Linked DNA regions of Sus scrofa: regions 1 and 2 are each linked to region 3. The links are chromatin contacts, called in public HiChIP or PLAC-seq maps. All regions are on one chromosome and are shown on one strand. Each heading gives the region's core, a stretch centred on a gene start, on an enhancer-like site or on the middle of the called end of the contact. The rest is flanking DNA. Distances are from core to core; before and after follow the strand shown. Region 1 has its middle 42 kb from the start of C1H9orf84. Region 2 has its middle 20 kb from the start of C1H9orf84. Region 3 overlaps SUSD1 (sushi domain-containing protein 1).

Evidence for each region. HiChIP or PLAC-seq counts read pairs in DNA pulled down with a chosen protein or histone mark.
Region 1: a contact with region 3 is called in an H3K27ac HiChIP or PLAC-seq map of alveolar macrophages. The contact joins two enhancer-like sites. A contact is called at or near these places in 1 of 47 Hi-C or Micro-C datasets (epiblast stem cells) and 1 of 2 datasets of contacts at active chromatin or transcription factors (alveolar macrophages).
Region 2: a contact with region 3 is called in an H3K27ac HiChIP or PLAC-seq map of alveolar macrophages. The contact joins two enhancer-like sites. A contact is called at or near these places in 1 of 47 Hi-C or Micro-C datasets (embryonic fibroblasts) and 1 of 2 datasets of contacts at active chromatin or transcription factors (alveolar macrophages).

What each region holds. Positions count from the first base shown.
Region 1 is chr1:252,595,009-252,598,995 of Sscrofa11.1, forward strand. No RefSeq gene overlaps it. Among named protein-coding and RNA genes, the nearest start is that of C1H9orf84, 42 kb to the left of the region's middle. Within about 2 kb of position 1,668, at least 4 of the 83 cell types and tissues checked have an H3K27ac peak or open chromatin away from gene starts, as enhancers often do. A contact at or near this core is called in alveolar macrophages, where this site is marked.
Region 2 is chr1:252,572,908-252,576,902 of Sscrofa11.1, forward strand. No RefSeq gene overlaps it. Among named protein-coding and RNA genes, the nearest start is that of C1H9orf84, 20 kb to the left of the region's middle. Within about 2 kb of position 2,529, at least 4 of the 83 cell types and tissues checked have an H3K27ac peak or open chromatin away from gene starts, as enhancers often do. A contact at or near this core is called in alveolar macrophages, where this site is marked.
Region 3 is chr1:252,852,482-252,856,877 of Sscrofa11.1, forward strand. All of the region lies in intron 12 of SUSD1 (sushi domain-containing protein 1), which reads right to left. Among named protein-coding and RNA genes, the nearest start is that of SUSD1, 100 kb to the right of the region's middle. Within about 2 kb of position 1,485, at least 37 of the 83 cell types and tissues checked have an H3K27ac peak or open chromatin away from gene starts, as enhancers often do. A contact at or near this core is called in alveolar macrophages, where this site is marked.

The DNA of each region.
Region 1 (3,987 bases), core at 418-2,917, 260 kb before region 3:
CAGAAAACACGTGAGTAGCATAGCAGAGATTTTGGCCAGGTTTTCATTGTCCAGCTAGAACCCTTCTCTCCTCAGATAAAATTTCCCACAGAGTAAATACCTCGAGGAGATAGGGAGGCTAGCTAACAGAGGTGGGAGGGAGACTTACTTTTCTCAGTCTATACTTTGGTATCTTTCAAACCTGGGACATGACTCTTCTTTTTTTGTTCAAAGAGTCCCTGGAAACACACTTGCTTTAATCTCTAAATCTTAATTTGATAGTATCACTTTTTTTTCTTTTCTTTTTAGGGCTGCGCCAGGGGCATATGGAAGTTCCCAGGCCAGGGGTCGAATTAGAGCTGCAGCTGCTGGTCTATGCCACAGCAGCGTGGGATCCGGGCCACGTGTGCAACCTATACCACAGCTCATGGCGATGCCGGATCCTTAACCTACTGAGGGGGGCCAGGGATCAGACGTGAGTCCCCAGGGATACTAGTCCAGTACTTCATCTGCTGAGCCACAATGGGAACTCCAGCATTACCAATTTTTAAGGCTCTCTGTAAGCGTTTTTAAGAAGAGCAGGCCTTTCAGAGCCAAGCCCAGAGATCCTGCCAACAGTTTGACAGAGAAGGCACCTAATAACAATTTGCTGATGTGGGCGTTGTTATTGTTGATAATGATCATGATAGGGCCAATGAGATGAGCAAGAACTCATTTTGTCACCGCACAAGATGAAGCACTGGAGCTCTGTGAAGAGTCAACACCCTGATTTCCCCAGAATGGCATGTCAACAATGCTGCTGCTTGTGCCCCTCAGGGCTGAGTACTGCCCTTGGCATGGCTTCTGCCTGCCATAAAGAGAATCTCCCCTGTACTCGCTCAGCATGTCCTTTTGTCCCCAAAGTGGGTTTTCCAGATATCTCATCATCAGATCTGGAAGCCCTGACCCTAGAAATTCTCTCTGTGCAATGGTTGATGCTGTGCTTGGGGGTATGACCCATGTGTCTGGGAGGAACCTACCTTTCAGAAAGCCATGAGTGCTCACTAGTCGAGCAAAGCGTCATGCACAGAAAGCATATTATTAAGTGATGTGTTGTCTCTCAAGTGCCAGACTCATCCACTCAAGCTTTGTCTGGCAATTGCAGACCCTCAGATGTTGTGGTGGGGGAGAAATATACGGAGGTCATTGCCACATAGCCATACCAGTTAGCCCAATTAGTCATGCATCAGCTGTCTGAATACAGCACGAAAAGACTGATCCGGGACTTCTCTGTTTTTCATCACATAGACACGGTCTTGGTCACAGAGGCTTCTCCATCGCTTCTCTCCCCTCCCCCCTTTTCCTTCTCTCCTTTTTCTGTCCTTCACTCACCAGACATCGTTTGAGTTAGGTTTGGCAGATGCTACGTCAGTAAGAAGGAGCTGGGAATCATATGCCAACTTCCAATTTAGGAAAGTCTGAAAGACCCCAACATCAGGAGCTGAAGTGGGATTTTGGCAGACGCTAACTCAGGAATAAATGGAACAGACTCCAATTAAAACTGAGTACTTCCCATCAGAGTTGAATGACACCCTTACACCCACGTTTGGTTGGTAAGGTTCTGTGGGCAATTAAAAGTACAGGGCTGGAAGGACTCCCCTGACTTATCTGGGCTCTTTGAAGGAGGAACAGAAAGAGCCAATTCATAATGGTTGTGTAAATTGGGCTGTAGAGGAGTGCCTGGAGGAGGTGAGTCAGGTCAGACATCTAGGCGGGACAGAAATCTAAGCCAGAAGACTAGGGGCCCAGAAGATGGTCACCTTATTCTCATTCTCACAAAGGTACCATATAGTAGGAAGCGGATCCATATGCTCTGATTGTCATCCTCTGATGGAAAGGGAGTTATAAACCAAAGTGGGAGCACAGGCTTTGCAGAGCAAGGTACAAAGGATATCTTCATCCAAACAGCCTAGGGGCAGCGTTTTTCCAAAGATCCTGATACATTTCTAACTTGGAGTTTGGAGTTCCCCATGAGTCCCTTGGTTTCTACCCACTCGCTCCTCATGTTAGTCCTACTGAAGTTTATCTCCCAAATAAATATGTCTCTTGAACAGAAATACATCCTCTTCATCATCACTGACATTTGCATATGGGAAAGTCCCAGAAAGAAACGATGAGACTTGCACACAGGATTTGAGGAAATGTGGCGTAGAACTGCTGATTTTTCAGGCAGCTTTGTTGTTACCTTAAGAAAAAAAAAATCTGTCTGAAAAAAAGGTCCAGGTTCCAGCGAGGGCTTTGATCCTAACTCTTGCCTGCTCCTGAGTCCTTATTTCTCTCTGGGCTTTATTTAGTCTCTTGGTCCATACAATAAGAGGATTGGCCTTGATTTAGTTCTATCAGGCTGTGATTTATAGCCAGTTTGGCTTCCAGAGGTTGGAAGCAGAAAAGTGACTTGGCAGCAAGCCCTGTGGAGCCTGCACCTAGGATGAGAGGGAAGATACGTTCGGAAGGCACAGAGCTCTGGGCTCCTCGCAGTAGTCAGTTCGTGCCAAGTGAATCAAAGATGTAATTGCCCTGGGCATACCAAGCATTACTGCACTTACTTCATCTTAAGCTTCTCCTTCTTTTCGTTAAGCCCTTGCGGAAGTTGCCATCCCTCCCACCTGTACATGAGTATGCAGGATGCTACGGCAACTTTGAAGTCCCCGGTTCCACCCCTGATGCGTTATGTGACTGATGCCCAGTTTCTTAATCTGTAGAGGTAACATTGTTTCTGTAATGGAGTTAATGTGAAGATGAAATGTTCAAAAAGCAGCTGGCACAGGACCTGGCTCATACAGGATAACTTTCTTTCCTCTCCTGCCCCTCCACCCTCCCCACCCACCACCAGTATGCACTTGTCAGTGAAGATTATTACAATGTTGCACCTCGCAGAAGTGTATTGACTGGCTGGTGACACAAGCTCAGGCATGAAACAGTATGCACTTGACTATCTGTGACTTGAAATCTCACCTCTGCCATTTTTTTCAGTATGAGTTTCATCCGGAGTGATGAGTGTCCCCACCCCCAGTTAATGCTTTTAGCATTCTAATGAGACATCTCTACACATGCGCTGTGTGTGTGTGTGTGTGTGTGTGTGTGTGTGTGTGTGTGTGTGTGAGAGAGTTTAGCACACCACTGGGCCACTCAAATGGCACTGGAAAGTTCACCAAAGCTTCAGCCTCAGTGCTCTCTGGCAAATTGACTGTCTCCTACCATCCATTTGTGATCTGACGCCCCATTGTGTTGTCCCTGATGCAGAGCCACGGCTTGAAGACTGTTACCCCCTCACTTAGGAAGCCCATCATTCTGTTCGCAGAGAGTTCTCTTTTAGTGAAACATGCAATCTGCAACACCCATATGCTGTTCCTATCTTTTTTTCAGGTATGGTTGATTTACAATACTACATAGGTTTCAAGCGTAAAACATAATGACTCACAATTTTTAGAGATTATACTCATTTTGAGTTACTGTAAAATATTAGCTATATTCTCTGTACTGTACAGTATACCCTTAGTCTTATTCATAGTAATTTGATGAAAGATGATATGAGAAAAAGAGTATTTGATTGGGTCACTTTGCTGTACCCCAGAAACTGACACAGCATTGTAAATCAACTATACATTAATAACATTTTTTAAGTAAAAAAATAAGAATATATATAGTAGTTTGTACCTCTTAATACCCTACCCCAATCTTGCCCCTCCACCCTTCCCTCTCCCCACTAGTAATCACTAATTTGTTCTCTATATCTGTGAGTCTGTTTCTTTTTTTGTTATATTCACTAGTTTGTTTTATTTTTTAGAGTCTGCATGTAAGTGATAACATTCAGTATTTGTCTTTCTCTGGCTTATTTCACTAATTATAATACCCTCTAAGTCCATCCATGTGGATGCAAATGGCAAAATTTCACTTTTTATGGCTAAGTAATATTCCACTGTGTACATAGATAGATTAGGCAGATAGATAAATAGAAAATCACATCAT
Region 2 (3,995 bases), core at 1,279-3,778, 280 kb before region 3:
TCTCTTTTTACTCTTTCTGCTTTTAGGGTACTGTTTAGAAAGGCCACCTCCATTCCAAAGATTTGAGTGTATTTTCTTCTACTGTTTTTATCATGTCATTCTTTACATTTAGGATCTCTGGGATTGTGTGTGTGTGTGTGTGTGCGTGTGTAAGGTATGAAATAGCTTTATAATTTAATTTTTTCTTATATAGTTTTGTGGGGTTTTTTTTTTTTTTTTTGTCTTTTTGCCATTTCTAGAGCCGCTCCCTCGGCCTATGGAGGTTCCCAGGCTAGGGGTCGAATCGGAGCTGTAGCCTCCAGCCTACGCCAGAGCCACAGCAACGCGGGATCCGAGCCGCGTCTGCGACCTACACCACAGCTCAAGGCAACGCCGGATCGTTAACCCACTGAGCAAGGGCAGGGACCGAACCCACAACCTCATGGTTCCTAGTCGGATTCGTTAACCACTGCACCACGACGGGAACTCCAGTTTTGTGAGTTTTTTAAACTGATTTTTCCCTCGTGATTTTAAATTACATACTCGCATATGCTAAATTCTCACATATGTATAAATCTATAAACTCTCTAGATTTGTCATATGTTCTATTGATAATTTACCTCTGGGCTGTTTTTGCTTATTTATATTGTTTTAATTATTAAGGTTTCTAATTTCTGGCTGACATTCTCATTCACTACTTTACTTTTACAAAAAAATATTCCTGGCTACCCTCTAAGGCTTATTCCTAAAAAATTGGCATAAGAAATATTTTGGCAAGATCGCATATATATTTTTTTTAATCTGGGATTCTGACTGAGATGGAATAAAAGTTACAGATTAATTTGGAGAAATAACATGTTTTAATACAGAGAGTTCAGAATCGGAGAACTGAAGTCTACTCAAGTCTTCTTTCATTTCTCCTAGTACTTTTGTAATTTTGCAATTCCCATGTGTTTGTGTGTATATGCTTGCACACTTTAACAAAGCATAGTGCTGTAGAGTTCACACATGTGCAAGAATCAGATTGCCTAGGTTCCGAACTTAGCTGTGCCATTTACTAACCATGTAACCTGCTCGTTCACCTGTGTGTTTATTTTCCCCTCTTGTAATATGGGTGCAATAATAATAGCGCCTCTCAGAGTTTTTGGGAAGATTAAACGGGTTAATATTTATAAAGTGCTTAAAATAACATATGGCTCAGACTAAGTACCATAAGTACTACTTACTATTATATATCTATATGCATTTATGCTACATATTAAATTTAATTGTAAGGTTTTTTTTTTGTTTGTTTTTTGTCTTTTTGCCTTTTTCTAGGGCCGCACTGGTGGCATATGGAGGTTCCCAGGCTAGGGGTCGAATCGGACCTGTAGCTGCCGGCCTACACCAGAGTCTCAGCAACGCAGGATCCGAGCCGCGTCTGCGACCTACACCACAGCTCATGGCAAAGCTGGATCCTTAACCCACTGAGAAAGGCCAGGAATCGAACCCGCAACCTCATGGTTCCTAGTCGGATTCGTTAACCACTGCGCCACAACGGGAACTCCAAATTGCAAGGTTTTATATACTGATATTACAAATGGGATCTTTCTTCCTATTATCTTCCTATTGGTTTTTATTTTATTAATTAATTGTAGAATATAATCTCAATAAAACACTAAACTGAAATTTCAGCCTCCAGAGGGCTCCCCTTTTCTGTAAATTACTGTCATTTCCCTCCCTCCCTTCCTTCCTTTGTTTCTGTTTTAAGTTTAAGGTGTACAGCAGTTCCCGTCACAGCTCAGTGATTGGCGAACCTGACTAGCATCCATGAGGATGTAGGTTTGATCCCTGGCCTCGCTCACTGGGTTAAGGATCTGGCATTGCCGTGAGCTGTGGTGTAGGTTCCAGATGCGGCTTGGATCCAGTGTTGCTGTGGCTGTGGCGCAGGCGTGCGGCTGCAGTTCCGATTCGACCCCTAGCCTGGGAACCTCCATGTCCTGCTGGTGCAGCCCTAAAAGACAAAAAAAAAAAAAAAAAAAAAAAAAAGTTTAAGGTGTACAGAGCAATGCTTTGACTTACATACATCGAGAAATGACTTTCACAATAACTTTAGTGAATACCCACCATCTCATGTAGACATTAAATAGAAAAAAAGCATTTTTCCTTGTGATGAGAACTCTTAGGATTTTCTCTCCTAACAACTTTCACAGGTAACCTACAGCAGTGTTAATATATGTATCATGTTGTACATTACATCCCTAGTTCTTATTTATCTTCTAACTGGAAGGTTGTACCTTTCGACTGCCTTCATCCATTTCCCACTCCACCTGCCCCCTTCCTCTGGTAACCAGATCTGATCTCTTTTTCTGAGTTTGTTTGTTTGTTTGTTTGTTTTTGAAGTATAATTAACCCACAACACTGTGTTAGTTTCTGTTACACAATATAGTGATTCAATGTGTTTATACATTTCAAAATGATGACTGCAATAAGACTTCTTACTGTATGTCACCATAAAATATACTACGTACTTACTGACCATATTCCCCACACTGTACATTCTGTAACTGTGACTCATTTACTTTGCAGCTAGAAGTAGGTACCTCTTAATCTCCCTCACTTCCTTCCTTCTGCCCCACACCCCTCCCCTCGGACAACCTCCTGTTCATTCTCTGTATTTGTAGCTCTGTTTCTCTTTTGTTATTTTTGTTCATTTTATTTTTTAGATTCAACGTATAAGTGAAATCATACAGTATTTGTCTTTTTCTGTATGACATTTCATTTAGCATAATGCCCTCTAGGTCCATCCAAGGTGTTGCAAACAGCAAGATTTCATTCTTTTTATGGCTGAATAATATTCCTGTGTGTTGTGTGTGTGTGTGTGTGTGTGTGTGTGTGTGCGCGCGCGCATGCACACGCACGCACGCATGTGTATACACATGCACACACTCTCTTAGGTTGCTTCCATATCTTGGTATTGTAAATGCTGCTGTGAACATATCTTTTCGAATTCGTGTTTTTATTTTCTTCAGATGAATACACAGGAGAGGAATTGATGGATCATATGGTAGTTCTATTTTTAATTTTTTGAAGAATCTCCATACAATCTTCCAGAAAGTATGCACTAATTTACATTCCCACCAACAGTACATGAGGGTTCTCTTTTCTCCACATCCTTGCCAACACTTATTATTTGTAGTCTTTTTGGTAATAGCTGTTCTGAGAAGTGTGAGATGATATCTTATTGTAGGTTATAATTTGCATTTTGCATTTTGATTAATAACATCAAGTATCTTTTCATGTGCCTATTGGCCTTCTGTATGTCTTCTTTGGACATTTCTCACAACTGTATTTGCATCCTGTGATGTTCTGTGTACTTTTTTCTAGTTAATGTACCAAAGATTGCTTTCAAAGTGCTCTTAACCAAGTGAACTGTTGTGTAGCCTCATGAGACTGAAAAAGAAGGAATTGTCATCTCCATGTAAGCTGGATCTATTCTTCCTAATAACATGTCCTATCTTTTTGACAGTCGTCATTCTGACATGCTCTGCTGAAGCTGGCAGAGAGAGGGAGGGCTGGCAAAAGCCAGAGCATGAGGACGTTATTGGAATATGTGTCCATTCACTTAGCATTTGCTTTTTTCTCTGCTACTAACACAACCGGGAGGTAAATAAATTCTGGAGATCTAGTGCACAGCATAGTGATTATTGTCAGCAATGCTGTATTACATACTTCAGATGTGCTAAGAGACTAGATCTCAAATGTTCTCACTAGAAAAAATGAAGTGACAATTACGTGAATCATGTTGCAATATAGAAATGTATCAAATCAACATACTGTACACCTTAAACTTAGACAATGTTGTATGTTAATTTTATCTTAGTAAAAAAATAAAATAAAAAAGATATATCATTATTTGCTTGTACCCATTGGTAGACATTTAAATTATTTCTAGTTTTTGGCAATTCCAAATAAAGCGGCTATGCGTGGTTATGTACAAGTCTTTGTATGGATGTGTTTTCAGTTCTCTTGGGCGT
Region 3 (4,396 bases), core at 235-2,734:
TCATATTTTGTTTTAACAAAAAAAAAAAAAGGTAACATTAATATAAGAAAATAACACCGCAGCCCTGTGGTGTACCACCTTGTCTCAGTGCACCCTGCAGTGGGATGCTTTCAATGAGAGGGGCAGGGAGACATCTGCTCCCCTGCCCCAACACCTGCTCCCCTTCCTGGAGGGGTTGGGGCTTGATTTGAAGCCGGAAAGTAGCTGGGAGATTTCAGGGGACGAGAGAGAGAGGCAGCCTGTGTAGGATGGAAGGACGTGTGGCTCTCTCCTAGCCTGAACTAATATTAGGTCCTCAAATGTCAAAGAACCTGTGTCCGTGAAAGATTGAGAGCATCTGGACCAAGAGGGAAGCAGCTGGGATGAAGGCCAGCCCCTCTCCGGACCTCTGGGACAGCTTCTGCCTGCTGGGAGCCAGGGGGACCAGCAGGAAAACATTGGAGACAGGATTTTCACTGAGGACACAGCAGAGCCCTGTCCTCGGATGGTCTGTGGAAGAGAGGTCCACAGCAGAAGAACTCAAGAAACCTGGTCCTGTCCCGGTCCTTCCTGAAATGGGAAAATTCCCACCTATGCTGCCAGCCCTGGCACTGAAGACAGACTGGGGAAGGAATGATTTCCTTCACTTTATTGATTTCCCTTTTTCCCTCCAGCATCCTTGGTACCAGAAGAAACCTTCAACCTCAAATAATCACCCTGTTGTGCAGAACAAGTGGTTAAGTTTTTTTGGAGGTTTCCAGGCTAGGGGTCCATTCAGAGCTGTTGCTGCCAGCCTGCAGCACAGTCACAGCAACGCCGGATCCTTAACCCACTGAGCGAGGCCAGGGATCGAACACACCACCTCATGGTCCTAGTCGGATTTGTTTCCACTGCACCACGATGGGAACTCTGAAAGTGGTTAATCTTTACCTTCATGCAGGCATGTGCCTTCTCCCCGCCCTCACCCGCCCCCACCCCATTTCCTCCTCTCTGCTTCTCTCCCAGTTTCAATGAGAAGAAAATTTTGCCTACAGGCTTTTTGACTTTGCTAGAAGAGAGCATGACCAGTGTACGACAGTGCTTCTGACCCTTTGGGTTTGTTTGTTCTTCCCCTGGACCTAAAGACAGTCCAACTGGTAGGGCTATTCTGAAGAATTCCCATCAGTGCACTGCCTTCGGGAGCACATGAGCCCTGAGTCAGAAGCACGGTAATAACATCTCCATCTCACCACCCTTCGCGCCAGCACCCTCTTCCGTTTTCACGGCAACACTTGCCTCTGTCCTTCAACATTCCAAAAACTTTCACTCTCCTCTGAGGTCAGCAATATATTTAAAGTGCTCGTTTGCATCCTGTTTCCCATCAGTAAGATTTAGTTGAATGTAAGACACTCAGGAGGGAAATTCCATTCACACTTTTTCTGGAAAATCAGCCACTGCAGATTCCAGGTCCAAATCCCTTGCCTCACATTTCTGGTAAAATTCAAAAGCTCACCGTTTGACTGAAAACAAAGCCACATCTTAGGCAGCTAGGCATACCTCCTCATATCAATATATAAGGCTCTTTTATTTGAGAGGGCTTGGGCGCTGTTCTTGTTTTGTTTGGTTGTCTACCTTTTACTAAGATCTTAACAAGTTGAATTTTCACTTTTTTTTTTTCTTTTTAGGGCAGAACCTGGGGCGTATGGAGGTTCCCAGACTATGGGTCTAATCAGAGCTGTAGCTGCCACAGCAAGGGAGATCGGAGCCACATCTAAGACTTATCATGGCAACGCTGGATCCCCAACCCACTGAGCAAGGCCAGGGATCAAACCCGAAACCTCATGGTTCCTAGTCAGATTCTTTTCCGCTGCGCCACGATGGGAACGCCCTATTTGCACACTTTTTAAAAACTGCAAATTCTTTAAGGTAGGGCAGATTTGAAAAAGAGGCAGTCAAGGTCTCAATGAATGCAAACAGCTCAACAGTGCCCCCTGGTGGCCATGAGCACAGGCACAGGGTGCTTGGGCTGCAGAGCTTTATTTAGCCTACAAAGGCAGGCAGACATAAGTGTCTCATCACTCCCTCTCCCCAGCTCAAAAAATATCAAATGCTAACGTGAGCCAGCAATGCAAGCTATCCAAACATGAGAAGGACCAAAGAGGAGGATACTGAACAGCTATTCATTTTAATAGGTCACCGTGAGAAGAAAAGCCCATTACTTCTCTTCCCAGATCCAAAGCTGGTGAATTCTTTATGGTCTAAGGTCTTTATTAACAAACCAGGGATTTCCTCAATACCAATACCATCCACTGGCCATTTTAGAGTCAGCCCTCATATTCATTCATTACAAAAAGATTTCTTTGCTGTGCTAGCAGTGTCCTTAGGTGTTAGAGGTTCAACATGGAATACAGACAAAAATCCCTGCCTTCAAAGAGCTCCTATTTTAGTAAGGGAAAAGAAAATTTAAAAGTAAATTTTATTTTATTTTATTTTTTTTGTCTTTTGTCTCCTTTTAGGGCTGCACCAAAGGCATATGGAGGTTCCAAGCCTGGGGGTCCAATCAGAGCCTCAGCTGTTGGCCTACACCACAGCCACAGCAACAACAGATCTGAGTCAAGTCTATGACCACAGCTCACGGCAATGCCAGATCCTCAACATACTAAGCAAGTCCAGGGATCGAACCCACAATGTCATGGTTCCTAGTCAGATTTGTTTCTGCTGCTCCACGAGGGGAACTCCAAAAAAAGTAAATTTTAAAATACAACTTCTAAGGAGTTCCTGTTGTGGCTCAGTGATAATGAATCTGACTAGTATCCATGAAGCTGTGGGTTCCATCCCTGGCCTGGCTCAGTAGGTTAAGAATCCAGCGTTGCCATGAGCTGTGATGTAGATTGCAGGTGTGGCTGGGATCTGGCATTGCTGTGGCTGTGGTGTAGGCCAGCAGCTGCAGCTCCAATTTGACCCCTAGCCTGGGAACCTCCATATGTTGCAGGTACAGACCTAGAAAGACCAAAAAAGGAAAAAAAAAAAAGAATTGGTGATAGAGAGAAAACAGGAATTTCAACTTTTATTTTGAATAGGAATCTGCTGTTTAGCATAAGGAACCCTACCCAATATTCTGTGACAACCTGTATCGGACAAGACTCTGAAAAAGAAAGGATATGTCTATAATTGAATCACTTTGTTATACAGCAGAAATTTGCACTGCATTATAAATCAACTACACTTCAATAAAACTTTTAAAAGTGAAAAAAATAAAATAAACTACAACTTCTACAAGTTCCCTAGGGACCTAGTGATTAAGGATCTGGCATTGCCACTGCTGTGACCCGGGTCACTGCTGTGGCATGAGTTCAATCTCTGGCCGGGGAATTCTCACCTGCCAAGGGCACAGCCAAAAATAACTAAATAAAAAAATAAAATAAAATACAAATTCTGGAAACAACTTCTATAAAGAAAGTCAAGCAGAGTAAAGGAAGTTCTTGTTGTGGCGCAGCAGAAACAAATCTGACTAGTATCCACGAGGTTGTGGGTTCGATCCCTGGCCTTGCTCAGTGGGTTGGGGGGTCCAGCGTTGCCATGAGCTGTGTTGTAGGTCACAGACACGACTCGGATCCTGCATTGCTCTGGCTGTGGCACAGGCTCCAATTTGACTTCTAGCCTGGGAACTTCCATATGCCACAGGTGTGGCCCTAAAACACCAAAAAAATAGAGAGAAAGTCAAGCAAAGTAAATGGACAGTAAGTGAGGGGGTGGAGATGGCGAGGTTATTTTTAAAAGGATGAGCAGGGAGAGGCTCTCCAGGTAATGGCATGTGAGAAGAAACCTGAGTGATTATAAAGAAACCATGTGAAGAGAGTGTCCAGGAAGAGTAAGCAGCAGATGGAAAGACTTGGATGCAAGAACAAGTTTGACCCATTTGAGAAACAGCGAGGAAGGAAGTTGCTTAGTGAGAAGGTCGGCGGGGGCAGAGGGAAATGAAGTCAGCGAGGAAAGCAGGGCCCAGTCTCCAAGTTCCATGTTCCATGGTAAGGAATGTGGATTCTATTCAAACACTAACACAAACTCCCTGGATGGTTTTGAACTGGGGATGACATGTTCGTACACACATTTTGAAAAGATCACTTTGCATTATCTTCTTAAAGTTATAGTGAAGATTACAACTTAGGGCAGTGGAGGGGGTGGGAAAAGCAATGGTGAAAGCGGGGAGAAGAGTTAGAAAGGTGAGAGGTGGCCAGCTCACATTAGGTTGCTCGTGGTAAAGGCGAAAGTGGGGAGAAGGGGTTGGATTCAGAATGTTATTTCAGAAACGAGCCAACAGGGCTTGTTGATGGACTTTCAGAATCGGGTGGGAGGAGTAGAATCAATGACGATTCCTTTTGGGTCTGAGCAATTGGTGAACAGGGATGCCAGTAACTGAGATAGAGAAACCTGGGTG